2 separate regions of the Rattus norvegicus genome follow, and region 1 is linked to region 2. Evidence: chromatin contacts called from public Hi-C data. All regions are on one chromosome and are shown on one strand. The core of a region is the stretch at or near the end of the contact, and the rest is flanking DNA. Distances in the headings are between cores, read along the strand shown.

Evidence for each region. A called contact is a pair of places that touch in the nucleus more often than the background predicts.
Region 1: a contact with region 2 is called in a Hi-C map of hepatocytes, with 2.0 times the contacts expected there. The contact joins the promoter of Zfp52 here to the promoter of Zfp54 in region 2. A contact is called at or near these places in 2 of 12 Hi-C or Micro-C datasets (hepatocytes and kidney).

The regions. Positions count from the first base shown.
Region 1 is chr1:70,006,433-70,010,712 of GRCr8, reverse strand. Zfp52 (zinc finger protein 52) reads right to left here and starts at 2,528. Exons shown (of 6, transcript NM_001014158.1): 1 at 2,252-2,528. LOC134482874 (a long non-coding RNA gene) reads left to right here and starts at 2,574. Exons shown (of 2, transcript XR_010059540.1): 1 at 2,574-2,708; 2 at 3,286-3,486.
Region 2 is chr1:69,861,595-69,866,048 of GRCr8, reverse strand. It overlaps Zfp54 (zinc finger protein 54), which reads right to left and starts at 1,421. Exons shown (of 4, transcript NM_001107467.2): 1 at 1,319-1,421. LOC108349017 (a long non-coding RNA gene) reads left to right here and starts at 1,551. Exons shown (of 4, transcript XR_010059528.1): 1 at 1,551-1,669; 2 at 2,391-2,496.

The DNA of each region.
Region 1 (4,280 bases), core at 1,279-3,778, 140 kb before region 2:
AGGTAATAGAGTCAGAAGTCTTGATTTTTTTATGTGTAAAGAAGTATTAAATGTTAAGTCTATTTGCTGTTCTTCCAAGTCCTGATAGAATCCTGTCAGTCTGGTCCTGGGCATTGTTTTGAAGATGGGGTTTTATAATTGATTCAGTCATATTTCTCTTATTAGTCTTGTTTATATTTTTGTTTATATTTGGTAGGTTATGTGCACCTGGAAACTCATCCACCTCAACTAGAGTATCCTATCTCGAACAATAGATGTCTTTAATGTCAGTAGAAATAAGATCCACTTGGAATTCATTTCTCTCAAGTACATTGTACTTTTACCTTGGGGGAACTGTCAGGATCTTGTGAGCTGGGCAGTGGTGGTGCATGTGTTTAATCCAGGCACTTAGGAGGCAAAGGCAGACAGGTAGGTCTCTATGAGTTCAAGACCAGCCTGACCTACAGAGTAAGTTCCAGATCAGCCAAAGTTACACAATGAAACTCTGTCTCTACAAACAAACAAACCAACAAAGACATAAGATAAAGGTATGTGTATGTGGGCTCAGCCTGTTTCTCAGGTGGGTGATTTCATTGTCTTGTTCCTAGAGTTGGTGTCTTATGACTTACTGTCTTACGGTCTGCCTGTTCCTGAAGCTGGTGCCTTAGGGTCTTTTTTAAATCAGGCCTGGTCCTTAAATGGAGACAAATGGGGTCAATGGTGCCTTTTCATAATATATTATAATCTGGCTTGAACTGGCTCACTTCACTGGTGGAGAAATAACCTATCAGATGGTGCCCAATGTAGAAGAAGTTGAGTCTCCAGTTCCATGGCTGGGGTTTTTCCTGACCACATGGGAACCACTTCTCTCCTCTCTCCTTCTCCACCTGAAGCATTTCTTCAGACTCCTTGAGTACCCATCCCTTGCAAGGATCCAGGAGCCTCATCCATTTCTCTGCTGAGTTGGGGGGTCGAACCAGAGTTTCATCCCTTCACTGCACTCACTATAGGGCTCCAGGTGCCCTCTAGCCCTGCCCTCCCCCAACCCCCCCCCACACCTCCCTCCTGTTGCAGCAGCAGTGGTGATTTGTCATAGTGACGGTGAACGACCAGGATGCTCATTTTAAATTGTCTACTTAAACCAAGAGGAGTAAAGTATACATGCTGCATAAATAGCGTGTGACTGGTTGCCATCTTGATTTTGGGTTAATAAGGGTCGAATTATAGCTTCACCACCATCTTTCTTAAGGACAACATCCTGTGATGTGAGCAGACCAGGAAACTCTCCAAAAGATACTTTTCAATAGAGGTAACATTTTTGGTTCTAGAGAGAGGCCATGCCTACTCTATCTTGGGTCCTGCCTCCATCTTAAAGAAAAAAAGCCTGAGAACTTGACCTGCAGCAGAACCCAAGCTGCATCCAAGTACCAGGAAGGAACCCACAGCTTCTGCTTGGCCCATACCCCAGAGTTACTCCCTAGCTACTTCCTAGCAACAGTTAATCAAAGATTAGTCTGATTGTTTCAGAAGTAGTTTCAGACCCATTGTTCATAGTCTTGCTTCAGAGCACCCTCCTATCATAGTCATTCAGTTAGGTACTTGCCAGGCTGGATACCCCTCACTTAATTCCATTCCCATTCTCTATTAAACCTTGTCCTGCTGAGGGTTCGAGTCTGCTCTGCCTTCCTTTCCTGTCCTGCTTTGTCAGGGTTGGGTTGGAGGAGAGCCCAAGCCCAAGCTTTTAATAAAGAAAACAGCTGCTTGGTGGTCATTTGGGACTCATGAACGCTTCCTGGCACAACATTTTGTTGCATTGGCCTGGAACTCCAAGGCCACCAGGACCCAGCCCTGGAGGGTCTTAATACAGGTAATGTCTGACTCTGTGTCTGTCCATGTGTGCTTGTGTGGTACTGCAATAATTCTGTTCTGAATAATTCTGTTATTCTGTTCTGAAGAGGCCTAAAATTCTGTATTTCCTGACAAGAAATGACAAAAGAGGATGTGGAATCTGGTTGTGGTGGTCAAGCTAGTACATCCTAGCCACCTGGTTGGGAGACATTCCAAAGACCCTGGAGGACAGAGTGCCCTACTGTTAATTTCTGTGAAGGACAGAGCTAAGAAGTCCTATTCACATTAGCTGCTGGCTAGCTGTCTGTTCAGTGTGTGTCACTTTAAGAAACGTTGGCGCACTGCCTCTGTTGACACTCTAAGACCCATCCGCCCTCTTAATTTAACCCTTTCTTCCCCCAGAAAAAAGGGACCACTACTTCACCAGGCCTGAGAGTCCAGGGCCAAGATGCGGTTGTCCCGCAGTTGAGTCCAGCTCTGGCAGCGGTGGGGACTCACGCGGGCGGGGCCTAGTCACTCGGCTGGGGGAGCCTACAAGTCACCGCGGCGCCCCGGGCGAGCCCCGACTGTCAGCGGGGCAAACCCGGGACCCCAGTGGCGAAGCTCTACTGAGCGCAGGGAGAGAGGCGAGGCCCTCGGCGCCAGCCAACTTGGGGCTGTGGCGCGCCCGGGCCCCTCGGGGATCCAAATCCCCTCCTCAGCGCTGGGCCTCCCTCCCTTCGGGCGGCCCCGCACGAGGAACTCGACCAGGCCCCACCGTTAGTCTCGGCTCACACAGGCGCGTTCCCCGCTCCCCCTGCTTCCGAGCGGCGCACACGAGGGTCTACAGCCCCTAGGATGGTCTAAGATTGGAACCTCTTATGGCCCTAACGGAGATCTCTGTGAGTGGGGAGCTGAGTTCCCAGATAGCAGGGCTTCAAGCGCGGACAGACTGGACAGGAGAAGCTCGGAGTGAGCAGATGTTTCCTTTACAGGAGCATAATAGAATGGACTCCTGGTCACTCATTTTGTTCAGTAAATGGCTACCCTTCCTACTGGGAGAAGTGCTCAATCCCTGTCTGAACAAATGTAGTATCCTCACTAAAGTTGTAAAGTCAGGGTCTCCATTGACACCATCCTGCCTCTCAGCCCACTGAGAAGCAACCACTACCTGGGCAGTCACCTACCCAGAGCTAAAAATAAACAAGACAACATACTATATTAAGATGGCAGGCAACCAGGAGGGCTTCAGACTAAATTTATCCAGACTCTGCCCCTCCACGCCCTCTGCCCAAATATTAAAATATAGGTAAGATTGGCTTTGCGAGCCTGAGTCTGTCATCCTGCCCTTGCATCTTCCTTGTTGATAACAGAGTTTAATATTGTCTTGCTAAAACCTAAGCCCTTGCATCTTTGCTTGTTGATAACAGAGCTTAACATTGTCTTGATAAAACCTAACAGATAAAATTTCTTCAACAGTTTATAAATGACCTCCTGGTGACAGCAGAAACCAAACAAAACTGTCTAAAAGAGACCCAGGACCTTTGGACTATCAAGCCTCCATTAAAAAAGCCCTACTCTGCCAACTACAGGCGAACTCCCTATATCCAGGAGATACATGTTAAGAAAAGGTCTGAGGTAGCTTTCTGAATCAAGAAATAAAAATTACTTTCTACACAAGCTTTGGGGTTGCCAAAAGTGACTAAGCCTTTCCATATCTTCATGGACGAGAGATCTGAGATAACAAGGGATACTGACTCGGACTCTAGACCCTGGCACTAGCCAGTGGCCTACCTGTCAAAGACATTAGACCAGACCTAGTTGCCAGAAGTTGGCCCCACTGTTTACACATCATTGTAGCAACAGCCTCCTGGTTAAGGATGCTGACACACTGTCACTGGGCCAAAGCCTGACCATCACCAATGCCTCATTACCAACTTCTCCTCTTAATACACCCCCCAACCGTATAGGCCCCAATTGCCCTAAGCCCAGCTATTCTGCTATCTGCTCAGTCGGGCCACTGCATGACTGCTTGGACATTTTTGGCTCACATCCATGGGAACAGACCAAATCTTCAGATAGCTTCATTCAGGATGGACAGAGGTTTGTGGGGGCAGTGGTAATCTCAAACACTGAGATCATACTGGCAGAGCCACTCCCAGCAAGAATGTCAGCCCAGAAAGCTGAACTGGTAGCTCTAACAGAGAAAAGACAAGAGACACAGATAGCCAGTGCGCCTTTGCTACCACTCAGGTCCATGAGGCTATTTATAGGGAGATGGACCTTCTGACAACAGAAGGAAAGTCTATAAAAAAAAATCCTCTCCCTACCAAGGACTCTATGGGGCCTAAAAAGCTGCCCACCGTTCACTACTTGAGACATCAGAAAAGTCCTAGTTTTAGAGGGCAACAATAGGGCAGATCAAGAAGCCCACCATGATGCCCTAGAAATTGAACCTCTCTTGCCCCTGACTT
Region 2 (4,454 bases), core at 172-2,671:
ATGTAGTTCTGGCTCTCCTGAACCATCACACAGAGCAATTTGGCCTTCAACTCCCAAGTGTTGGGATTAAAAGTGTGTGCCACCAACCCTGGCTTATTTATATCAGAATGCTCTATTTACATCTCAGCGTGCATTTGTCTCAGTTGGAAAATTAAGGGTGGATTAAAAAGTTTACTTTCAGATGTTAACGTTTACAAGTGTATCTGTAACTCACAAAAACATACTTTCAGATTCAATTCAATATTCAAGCACTCGTATAGGTTAACATGCCAGTGGAAAATTACCTTGCCCCTGTCCTGCCCTAGAACTCTAAGACTGGTGCAAGTGTTACAGCTCTGAGGGGAAAGGCTTACCTAATGGAAGCTTTGCAGCTCTGAGGGGGAAGGTTTCCTAGATGCAAATATTACTACACCTATGAAAACAAATGTATCCTGGCAGTCTGGACCCAAGGATATCTCAGTCACACTGCAAAAACAAAACTCACACAAGAGATTTCTTGACTTGAGTCACAGTGACTCAGTCAGTGCTTGTGACTCCAAATAAACATAGCTTTGTAAATGAAGAGAGAGAGAGATTGACTGAGATTTCTTGAAAGCAAAAACCACATCAGAGTGACTGCCTCTGCTCTAGAGAGAATCAGCAAAGAACTGGGCAGGAGGCTAATTTACATAGGGTTCCTTGGGGGTGTGTGGAATTGGAGAGATTTTGTAGCTTGATCTTGGGCATTTTTTTTCCTCTAGGGCAGTGGCTTGGCCACTTTCACCCAAGGGGCTGGAAATGGCAGTTATGGCCCTTAGAGAATTAACTACAATGTTTAATGACCAAGCAATACTTCAGGACCCACTGTTCATTTCCAGTACTTCAATGCACATGCTCCAAAGACACTATAAACACCTACCCCTCCGCCTAGCGTACCATCTCTCTTCCCTTTCAGAGTAGCCACCATTCTATGTTTATCCCCAATCCATCTCTTCAATGAGGTTTGTTGTGTGGTGTGACTTTGTTGATTTCCTTTTGCTCCTGACTGCAAAGATTCCCTTGCTCTCAAAAAACCCTTACAGTTCCATTCATTACTGATGTCTAAAACCTCACATGGGTGCCAAGTCCCAGGTATAACAAAGAAGTTAGCGTGGACTAATGTAAATTTCAGGAGCGTTGTCCTTTCTGTTATAGCAAAATAACAACAAAACAACAACAAAACCAAACCAAACACGTTTGCAAATATCAACAGATAAATTCAAATACTCTACTAGAGTACTTTTATAAGAAAATTTTGACAAGAGAATCAATGAAAAAAAATCAGTATTAATCCACCTACTATATTCTAAATTTATGGACAAGGGTAAGACATGTACTGCAGAATTTGAGAGCTGTCATCTTTGTGAGTAGCAGAGGAAACACCTCACCCTTGTCCAGTTCCTGCTTGTTTCCCTCCCAGCCCTTCAGCTCCTCTAACCTGGGAGGTTACTGTCCTCCCCCACTGGGCTACGGTTCCATCCGGTTCCATCCGTTGGGCTGCCCACGCCTGACTCTCCCAGGATGCCCCGCGAGGCACCTGAAGCTCTCAGTAGTTTTCGCTTCCCCTCGAAATCCCTGTTGTGTCCTCTGACCCCAAGTCTGCATTACGCAATTCCCCACGGTGCAAGCCAGTGAATTCCTCCAGGAAGAGGTCCTTGCCACTTTTGGTTTTGGCTCCTCAGTCAACTTACCTAGGCTCACTAATGAACAGTCCCAGCTATCACGTCACTCCTCTAACCTCGCTCCACTCAACACACTTCCTCCACACCCATCTACTGTCCCCATCCGCTGTTTCCGGCGAGTGGCCCCACCCCCCCGGAGACCGGTCCCTCCCTCTCAGTCTCAGCCTGCCTTCCACAAGGCTTCAGCTGTCAACCTTCTCTGGACCGCTCTGCACAGACTCCCTGTTAAGTTTGCTGTCAGCCTAGACCAGAACTGGATCTGGTAGGACGTTACACCCCGATATCTCACCCCCACACTGAGTTCTGAACCCTTCAGATAAAAGATAGACAGCCTAACACCTCGGCTTGACTACCAGCCTGTGAACTACATACTTATTGCAAACAATAACAGGCTAAATTCAGAAAGCCAGAGTCCCATCCCCAACACACAAAAATGACAATTCAAAACCAAATCCTGAACATCTGACTTGGTGAGAGACATTTAAAGAACTTGGATTTTGAAAAGAAATAGGTGTCTCAAGAAGTCAGAGCTGCGTGGCTTTCACCACTAGATGGTGGCCTTGCCGTTTTCCTAACTCAGAGAGGAGTTTGTCTTCTGTGACTCAAGATAAAAGTGCTTTGAGAGAAAACACTTTACTAAACCAGCACAATCCCTAAGAATAATCTAAACATTTTCTCTTCTGCCCACAGATAAGCTTAGTCTTCACACCTTATCAAGAAACCTCTCTACTACAGAGACCACTACAAGAAACTACAGTAATCAAAATGCAGAGTTGTGATCGTTATGGGTTATGGGGTAGGTCATTATGAATGTTGTTTTGTCTACACAGCCCATTATAATAACTATGATCACCTTGTCTCTGGAAATTCGATTCTGCCATCTGGCCCTTCATACCAACTTCTGTCTTATTTAGGATTCTCTAGAGTCACAGAACTTATGAAGTGTCTCTATATATATTAAAGGAATTTCTTGTAATAACTTACAGTCTGTAATCCAACTAACCCAACAATGGGCAGCTGTGAATGGTAAGTCCAAGATTTTAGTAGTTTCTCAGTCCCATGAAGCTAGTTGTTTTAACTGGTCCTCTGTGGACGTAGGTTTCAACAGATGTGCTGGCGAGTGGTTAAAGAAGAGTGAATCCAATGTCCTTATGTAGACCTCCAGCAGAAGGTGTGGCCCAGATTAAAGGTGTGTACTACCGTGCCTAAATGTGGGACTTGCTTTTGTCCCAGGACTAGAAGTCAGAGATCTGCCTGCCTCATTCTCCAGGAATGAAAGGCATGTACTACCTTGCCTGGGCCTAAGATTTTCATGGCTACTATGCCTCAAAATCTCCATGTCAAGATCCAGGTCAGAAACCTGTTTTCCAGCTTCGAGATCTGGATCACAGGTGTGCCCTCCATTTCTGAATTGTAGTTCATTCCAGATGTAATCAAGGTGACAACCAGAAATATCCATTACAGAGGCCAAACATGGCTCTGGGATAGAGAACTAGAGAATAAACTTTTCCAATTAGTCTAGATATTCTAAAATCAATGAATAAATGAAGGAAAACTGATATGTGACACTATTCCTGTGGAAACAATGACGATTATCTACTTATCTCAGATAAAGAACCAAGGAAAACCAAAGTTGGGAATCAATAAAGTCCAACTTGGTGAACCAGTAAGATTACTATTTGGTTTCTTCTTTAGGGATGCTTTCTCTGCAGGAATGTCTCTGCACTATGTGTGTTCCTCAGACAGCATTGAATGTCCTGGAGTCGAGGTTACAGATTGAGTGCCCATATGAGGGTACTAGGAATTCCAAGTGAGTCTTTGAAAGAGCAGACAGTGAGTTCTTAACCACTAAGTCATCTCTAAATCCCAGTGGAGCACTGAGTTTTACTGGGGTGACTTACAAGAGTGTGGGTGAGTGGTTACTGATAGAAGCACAAAGAACTGATTGACAGCTGCATCACCCTGTGAAGGTGTTATCCAGTGAAGCTGGAAACCTGGGGATCATGGCACAGCTTGCAGGCAGCTCGCCTAAGGTGGGAAGTGTGTCTTTCAAGTCACTGACTACCTTCTCCAGTCAGCTTGTCCTGTGTTGTTTGCTTCTTGGCTCTTCAGAGTATGTTCTGAGAAGCTCATCTTGTCTGACAGTATCAGCAGTCCTTACTAATCATATATGCTTGAGGCAGGAGGTTACTAGTGAATCTTGCTGGTTTCTTGGACTTCCTGAAACTATTAAGTCATCTATTTCTGAGCTTCAGGAGCTTCTTTGTAGGATGTACTGTTTCAAGTCCCCTCATTAAATGGCTTTACCTCTCTTTTAATATCCCTTGTGTTAAGGGGTTTCCTCTAAGTTGGAAGGTTTAGTCATAGAGGATGCTAATATACAACTAATATATCCACTCCTGGGCATAACCTCCAAGGTCTTTCCATCTTATCACTTATCACTTGTCCATCATGTTCTGAGAGACCAGATATTTTTGGGTGTAGACTCCCATCTTAGAAAACCTGGCCTAAGGTTAAACTCAAGTTAACTAACAGGCTGGTACCAGTTTCCAGGTTACTCCCCAACAAGACCTTCTTCTAACATCAGTTTCCATGTTACGCTTCAACAATACTTGCATCTAACACCAGATTTCAGTTTATTCCCCAACATATCTACAACCCCAGGTTACAAGCCTGCCCCTGGCACTTCGTTTCTTAAGAACCATCAGTCAAAAACCCACAAAAGTTAAGTTTATGTTTTGGCTCTCAACACTA